Regions from separate parts of the Mus musculus genome. Here region 1 is linked to region 2. The links are chromatin contacts, called in public promoter capture Hi-C maps. All regions are on one chromosome and are shown on one strand. The core of a region is the stretch at or near the end of the contact, and the rest is flanking DNA. Distances in the headings are between cores, read along the strand shown. Region 1 overlaps F730035M05Rik (RIKEN cDNA F730035M05 gene). Region 2 overlaps Atl1 (atlastin GTPase 1).

Evidence for each region. Promoter capture Hi-C pulls out the DNA fragments that hold promoters and counts their contacts.
Region 1: a contact with region 2 is called in a promoter capture Hi-C map of liver, with 3 times the contacts expected there. The contact joins two enhancer-like sites. A contact is called at or near these places in 16 of 39 promoter capture datasets (the 3T3-L1 cell line, 3T3-L1-derived adipocytes, the C10 cell line and 11 more), 5 of 484 Hi-C or Micro-C datasets (the G1E-ER4 cell line, embryonic stem cells and nephron progenitors), 2 of 115 datasets of contacts at active chromatin or transcription factors (acute myeloid leukemia and bone marrow-derived macrophages) and 1 of 9 other capture datasets (pancreatic islet).

The regions. Positions count from the first base shown.
Region 1 is chr12:70,233,491-70,237,167 of GRCm38.p6, reverse strand. F730035M05Rik (RIKEN cDNA F730035M05 gene) reads right to left here. Exons shown (of 5, transcript NR_045174.1): 5 at 3,003-3,336. Among named protein-coding and RNA genes, the nearest start is that of Gm38467, 3.8 kb to the right of the region's middle. Within about 2 kb of position 1,812, at least 100 of the 459 cell types and tissues checked have an H3K27ac peak or open chromatin away from gene starts, as enhancers often do. A contact at or near this core is called in liver, where this site is marked.
Region 2 is chr12:69,940,772-69,944,184 of GRCm38.p6, reverse strand. All of the region lies in intron 7 of Atl1 (atlastin GTPase 1), which reads right to left. Among named protein-coding and RNA genes, the nearest start is that of Gm52003, 30 kb to the left of the region's middle. Within about 2 kb of position 2,029, at least 8 of the 459 cell types and tissues checked have an H3K27ac peak or open chromatin away from gene starts, as enhancers often do. A contact at or near this core is called in liver, where this site is marked.

The sequences.
Region 1 (3,677 bases), core at 563-3,062, 290 kb before region 2:
CTAGTTAAAAGTAGAAAGTGGAATAAAAGAGATTCATCCAACATGACCACATTGGGAAGAGGAACAAAGAGATCCAGTGGACCACTCAAGTCTGGGGTCAGGGTCTGCAAATGAGACCAAAGTTTAAATAAAGAGAGCCAAGGATATGCCCATCCAAACAACCTTATCAAAGTGTAGCCCACCCACCGCTGACACGTCACTGTCTGGGTTCCAGTCTCAGGTGAGCTGACAAGATACTTGAAACCTTTTTCTGGGAGACCAGCTACCCTCTGGCTTCTTCCTGATTCTTCTCCCACCATGAGGTTTCTGGAGGAAACTTCCATTTCTTTGGGGTCCCTTATTTCGTAGGCTAACAGTCAGACTGAGAAACTGTCCCTCTAGAATACCTGCATTTCTTCCAGGCCGGTTACTCTAATGCTTGTTAGAGCTCAGCAAGCCCTCTCCTCTGTATACAGCCCAGGAACAGTAGTGCCCATAATAAAGATGGGTCTTCTCACATCAGTTACCTTAGTCAAGGTAATCTCTTGCCAACATTTTCAAAGGCCAACCCTAATCTTGAACAGTGGTTCTCAAGTTCCTAATGCTGCAATCCTTTAATATGGTTCCTTATATTGTGGTGATCCCCCCCAATCATAAACCTATTTTATTGCTACTTCATAACTGTAATGTTACTACTGTTATGAATTGTAATGTAAATATCTGATACGTGCCCCCCCCAAGGGGTCTTGACCCACAGGCTGAGAACCACTGCTCTAGACAGTCCCTCACAGGCGTGCCTGGAAGCCTGCTTCCTTGGCATCAAGTTAACAGTTAAAACTAACCATCAGACAACTCAGGTGTCTAACAACAGTAAAACTGTACAACACTTATGCATTAGACAACTATACAATAAAACAAGAGCATATGTTGGGAGGCAGAGGCAGGCGGATTTCTGAGTTCGAGGCCTGGTCTACAGAGTAAGTTCCAGGACAGCCAGGGCTACACAGAGAAACCCTGTCTCGAAAAACCAAAAAAGAAAAAACAAACAAACAAAAAAACAAAAAAACAAAAACAAAACAAGAGCATATGAATTTAACAGAGAAACAAAAGTTGTGCACACAATACTGAATGCATTAAGTCAGAAGGACAGAGACATACTATGAGAGTCCATTTACACAAAACAAAAAGACAAAACCAAAAAATGGACATAAAGTCATTTATGCTACGTTCCGTGCCTTGTGCCTGTGACACTCAGGAGGCAGAAGCACGGGGATTGCGATGAGTTACAGGCCATCCTGGAGTAGAAGACCCTGTTTCTGAAAAAAAAATCGTTTGTAGTACTGGAGACTGGGGTAGCAATGGTCTGTAGAAGAGACAGTGACTAGAAGAAGATGCAGAGGGGACATTAGTTAACAGTTAACCTATACTCACTGTGACACAGACCTAACATTTTACACCATCTGTCTGAAGACATACTCTGTGATATAAATTACCTCCCAAAAGAGAATTTACGAATAATTATACATCATTTATTTTGACCCATCTATTAAATGAAATACCAAGAACCTAGATGATAACATATGTGGTATTTGACACATGATATACTATGTATTAGATATATATAATGTATATTAAGTCCTCATGAGTGCAAAGCTGAGAATACCCGATTAATATCCAGCACAAATATCACCAATTCTTGCTCCCACTTCTGACAAACTTCCAAGCTTGGCTAACAACGTGCTGCATTTCCAGGAATCTCCAGAAGGTGTCCCCATAAGCCCCACTCTGCTGTAGTGCCTAGCCCCTGGCCCCACAGTTTTGCCTGGCTCTTCCCTGAAACTGTACGGGAGATGTTATAAGCGGCCGATTCCCGTGTTCTCGACAGAACGTAGAACAGCGCTGGTGGGGTCCGAGTATTTATTATAACGCTCCGTGGGAAAGGTTTCTCCGTGTTTACTGGCTGCCCGCCACAGCCCCAGGGCACACACTGGCTTCTAGGCAGCTGACCAGGGAACAGAATCAAGAAAACTGCCTCAGTCTGAAATTAGTGCTCCCCTGACAACTAAGACCTTCTTGTGGTCAGGCTAATCATTAGACTCCAGCCCTGAGGGTGAGTTCTCACCAGAGAAACTTTTGAACCCTCCACAGCCACCCACAGCTCTTAATCCCAGCAATGAGTGGGTCCTGATGTCTTTCCCCAGAACTCCCCAGATCTCATAGACATCTGGCCAGTCTGACCAGCTCCCAAATGTGTTCAGACAGGTTAGACATCAAACTCTGAGCATTTCCTAAATCTAGCATAACATATTGAATTCCGATTTTTATTTATTTAATTTTCCCCCAATGCCCGGCATTAGAATAAATTATTTCTTTAGATTTCAATATATTTAGATCTAAGATTTTGAGAGAAGAAACATGCCATCTACTGTATGCTCTGAGTAGAGTAAATAAAAAACAGGAAAGTTTTGGTTCTCTTCTTCTGATTATGGGTCATTTTTGTGGGTGTGAATATCCAGAACAAAGAAAAAAAAAAAAAAAAGCTGCGATTAAAGTTACAGCCACATCCATGCTGAAACCCTGTGTGCATGATGTGGCGTGTTCAAAGGACGAAGTCCTCCACCTGCTGGTCTCAGGCCGCTGCTGCAGCGCATACACACAAAGGTTCCTTAACCTTCTCCTCAAAAATTGAAACAATGTCCGGTGAAACTTCAGAGGGGAAGGCAGCCTCTTGTTTTTATCTTAAACTGGAAATACACTGTGACTGACAACTGGAAAGTGTCATTTAAGATTGAGGAAATAAAGGACAAGCCGTGCAAGTGGTTGAAGATGGAGCAGACACATTCAGAAGTAAAATATCCTGCGTGTGTACAGGGAAGGATCCTTCAGATTCTCAGCTTTGATCCCTGAAAATATAGAGGAATCTACTTTCTGTTTGGATTCCTGTAACTTTTAAGCTGGCAAAGATTACCCTTCCATAGCTAAGCGCTTTACTGTTAAGGTTTTAAAGAGAAGCAAGTCAGAGAGATTAAAATACTTGGCTTTTATGAATCTGGGCTTTTCAAGTCTTTAGATTTGCTTCCTCCATGGAGCAATACTGGGTCTTAGGGAGTCTCTCTGCTTCTTGATTCTAATTGTTGTTGTTTTGGTTTCTTCCTTGTGTCGAGGGGTGGATCTCCAGGCTCGCACATGCTTGGCACATGCTCGATCACTGAGCTCCATCACCAGGCTTGCACATGCTAGGCACATGCTCGATCACTGAGCTCCATCACTAGCCAGGAGTCTCCTGTGTGCAATTGATTGAGTGCAAAGATCAAGTCAAGGTGTGGGTTCCAGGGGCAGTTTGCTTTCACAAAGGTCCTGAGACAAGGAGACAGGAAGGTCAGCCCAGAACATGTTGCATCACAGTGGCCTGTGGAAACCCTGAGCTTACCACACTTGCCACTCCCTTCCCTAGTCAGGATGTGTCCGTGTCTCTTAGCACAGTTTTTCCAGAATTTATCTCCTCATTTGTTCCCTTACACAGTTAAGTGAGGTTGGGGGTGGGGGTTGTTAGTTTCATTTGTTTGTTTGTCTTGTTTCTTTCTGAAGCCCAAATCTTATTGCATTCCTAGTGACAACAGAGGAGTAAAGTCGTACTATGTGTGTAATACAGCTGTGCATGACATGCATATATATATTCACACATGTGTGTATATGTG
Region 2 (3,413 bases), core at 780-3,279:
TAGCTCTATCAATGTTATCAGTATATGGAATATGTCAATACATGTGTTGATGTCCATATAAAATACTTAAAATGATTCTAATGATCTGGAAAGCTAATGCTAAATTTATGTGCACATCCATTATAAAATATGTGAAATTAATCATATCCTCAGAAGGAAAAACTGATTTAGAATCATTGGTCAACATGGTTGAATTAGGGAAAACCTGGAAGAAGCCGAGGAGGAGGGCAACCATGTAGGAGGACCAGCAGTCCCAACTAACCTGGACCCCCGATATCTCTCAGACACTGGACCATCAACCAGGCACCATATACCAGCTGATATGAGGCCCCCAACACATATACAGCAGAGGGCTGCCGGGTCCGGGTTCAGTCAGAGATGATGCACCTAGCCCTCAAGAGACTGTAGGCTCCAGGGAGTTTAGAGATCTGGTAGGGTGGGGGTGGGTGGTGGGAACATCCTCGTGGAGACAGGGGGTGGGAAGAAGGTATGGGATGTGGAACATTGGAGGGTGGATGGAGGTGGGGGGAATAAAATCTGGAGTGTAAATAAATAAAGATTAAATGAAAAAATCTGAACTAGTCTTTAATGTGTTTAATCAATCAATTTCAGTTTTAACTTCTGTTCCAAGTAGAGAAAAAGACTAGAAAGGACCATATATACAACAGCTTGCTCCCATCAACAGCTGGTGATAGCCAGCCCATAAGCAAGACTCATTCTGTGGGAAACAAACTGATGACCTTGTTTTGTGGGTTACAAAGCCAAGAATGGGTAGTGTTGGTCTTACAGGGTGCGTTCTGTTGAAGCATGCTGTGTGGTTCAAGGGTGAAGAACAGGCTGACCCCAGCCACCATGAGTTCCCTGAACCTGACTTGATGCATGATGAAGGCTCTCAATGCTTTTCAATGCTTTTCTCTCTCTCTCTCTCTCTCTCTCTCTCTCTCTCTCTCTCTCTCTCTCTCTCTCTCTCTCTCTCTCTCTCTCTCATGTTGTTGTTTTTTAAAGACAGGATCTCACTATCTCACTATGTAGCCTTGGCTGGCTTAGAACACAATATGTAGACCAGGTGGCTTTGAATTCATAGAGACCTGCCTGCCTCTGCCCCCTAAAGCCTGCAGCTTTTAAAGACATTTCCACACCACACCTGGCCTAATCATTTTTTCCACCTGAGGGTTTAACTAGTAGACTAGTTGGAAAGGAGACAGTGCATATCTACTAAAATACTGAAGAAGTCTACAGCCCATTTCTGTCTTTTGGAACTACATAAAATTTCTTAAAACTCAGCTATGAACCAAGGTTTAAATTCAACTTCCACAGCCTCTGAGCCAGCTGTTTTAAGTAGACTTGGGTAGTGTGGTCACTCCTTTGTTATGAGGCCCTTCAAGAGAGGAGCTTCCTCAGAGGTTATTGGAAAGAAGGAACTCCACAGAGAGCATGTCTGCTGGAGAGAAACTGAGCAGAGAGAATACAGGATGGAGCGTTCTAGACAGCAAGATGAACTGAGGGGCAGCACTCTAGAGTCAGTGAATTTCAGACTCAGATTCTGTACTCAGTAGATTTCCTTATATGAAAATTATGTGCAAATCTTAATGTATGTTCCATGACCATTAGTGGACAATGTTGACTATTAGTCATTGTTTGTGAGAGGGTAAAAAGAGCAAATTACAAAGCTGCTGTCCTTCAGACCTACAGGTTAACTAATAAGGTGGGATATAGTCACTAAAATACAAGATCACAAATTATAGTTTAGTAAGCGCTAGGGATAAAGAACAGAAAGAGAAGATGGTGGCTGGATTCAAGGCCTCAGACCCGTGACCTAGTCAGAGATTAGCTCTGTGCTATCATGGTATATATAAGCAGTCTTAAGCTTATAAAGTACTCTGATTAGCCACTTCCTCCTTGGATAAAATGAGAAAGAAATTGAGAAGTAACAGCACTACCAGTGAACACTGGTCTGTATAATGTACAAAACATGGTTTGCACTGGGCCTGGCACAGAAGGAGCACTGGCTCAGTTGTCATCTTTGTCTAGCAGTTACATCCCATAACCTAAATGTGGAAACCAAGAGAACTTTGACCTGAACCTTGACCTAACTCTGTGTTTCCAGATATGTAACACGAATTTCATGAAACTCTGGGGTCACCTCTGCTCTCTTGACAGAACATAGGGAGGGTCCCAGGCAGCTGTCCTTCCCTGTGGTCCCATCACACACCAATCCCTCCCCACCCCTAGTGGGCAGACAGTAGCCTCTCTTTTCTCAGAGAGGTCATGTACTTCTCTGGTATTATTTGGCAGCTCCAATCAGTATAGATTTTTGCCCAAGAATGTTTTGTACCAAAGTGGCTTGCAAAATTCCTTGGCAGTGATTCAAACCATCTGACTGTGCCATGTACATTGTTTCCTTACTACACCATGTACATTGTTTACTTACTACACCATGTACATTGTTTCCTTACTACACCATGTACATTGTTTCCTTACTACACCATGTACATTGTTTCCTTACTACACCATGCACATTGTTTCCTTACTACACCACACACACAGCAACTTCCAGCTTCAATGAGTCCTGAGACTGATTAGATCGTGACTATGTCTCCACTCACATGAGTGTGAAAAAAACGTTTCTCTTATCTCCCAGAGGAGATTAAGTCCTGCTCTGAAGTTGAAATGGTGGGATTTGAGAATATGAAAATGGTTAATAAGGGCACTGTGGGAGGGCCAGGAAGCACCTTGGGAAGAGGACTTTCTTCCCTAGTGTGTGTAAGGTCCTGGATTCAATTTATAAAAGAGAGAGAGAACGCTGGAAAAGACTAGGAAGAAGTAACTGGGAAAATAAAGAACTAACACTGAGATGAGCAGTAAGAGACTGAATGTCAGCAGCCCTCAGCTACACATCTGAGAAAGAGTCAAGGCCTCCGAGAGTGAGTGATGCTCATGCCCGGGAAAGCTTTTCCTTTTTAAGGACTTAATGCCTCTAATTTTCTAATTAGAGCATCTAATTTGCTGTAGGCGCTGTCTGCTGGGTATGTACAGTGCCAGCACTTCCCACCTGTCTCGGGTCACCAGGCTCAGAAAGGCCTAGAAGTCAGCAGGTATACTTAGAGGTCTGGCCTAAAGAGATCAGGGTTCAGAAATACCATGGCCACTCTTTAAGTTTATGACAGCTATATAAGCTTTTTTTAGACTGGCTACTAAACACATCTGCCATACGGACATGCATCAGCATATACAATATTGACCCAAGTAAATCTTGAGACTGTTAATCAGTTGCGGAATATGTCTACTTTGCAACCTACATAATTAGAGGGTATAAACTGGCTAAATAGTAAGCTCTGGGACTGTGATAGCCAAGGAGAGCATTTAATGGTAGAACAGAGGGCATCTTGGAGCCCATATTCCAGTTGAAGAGA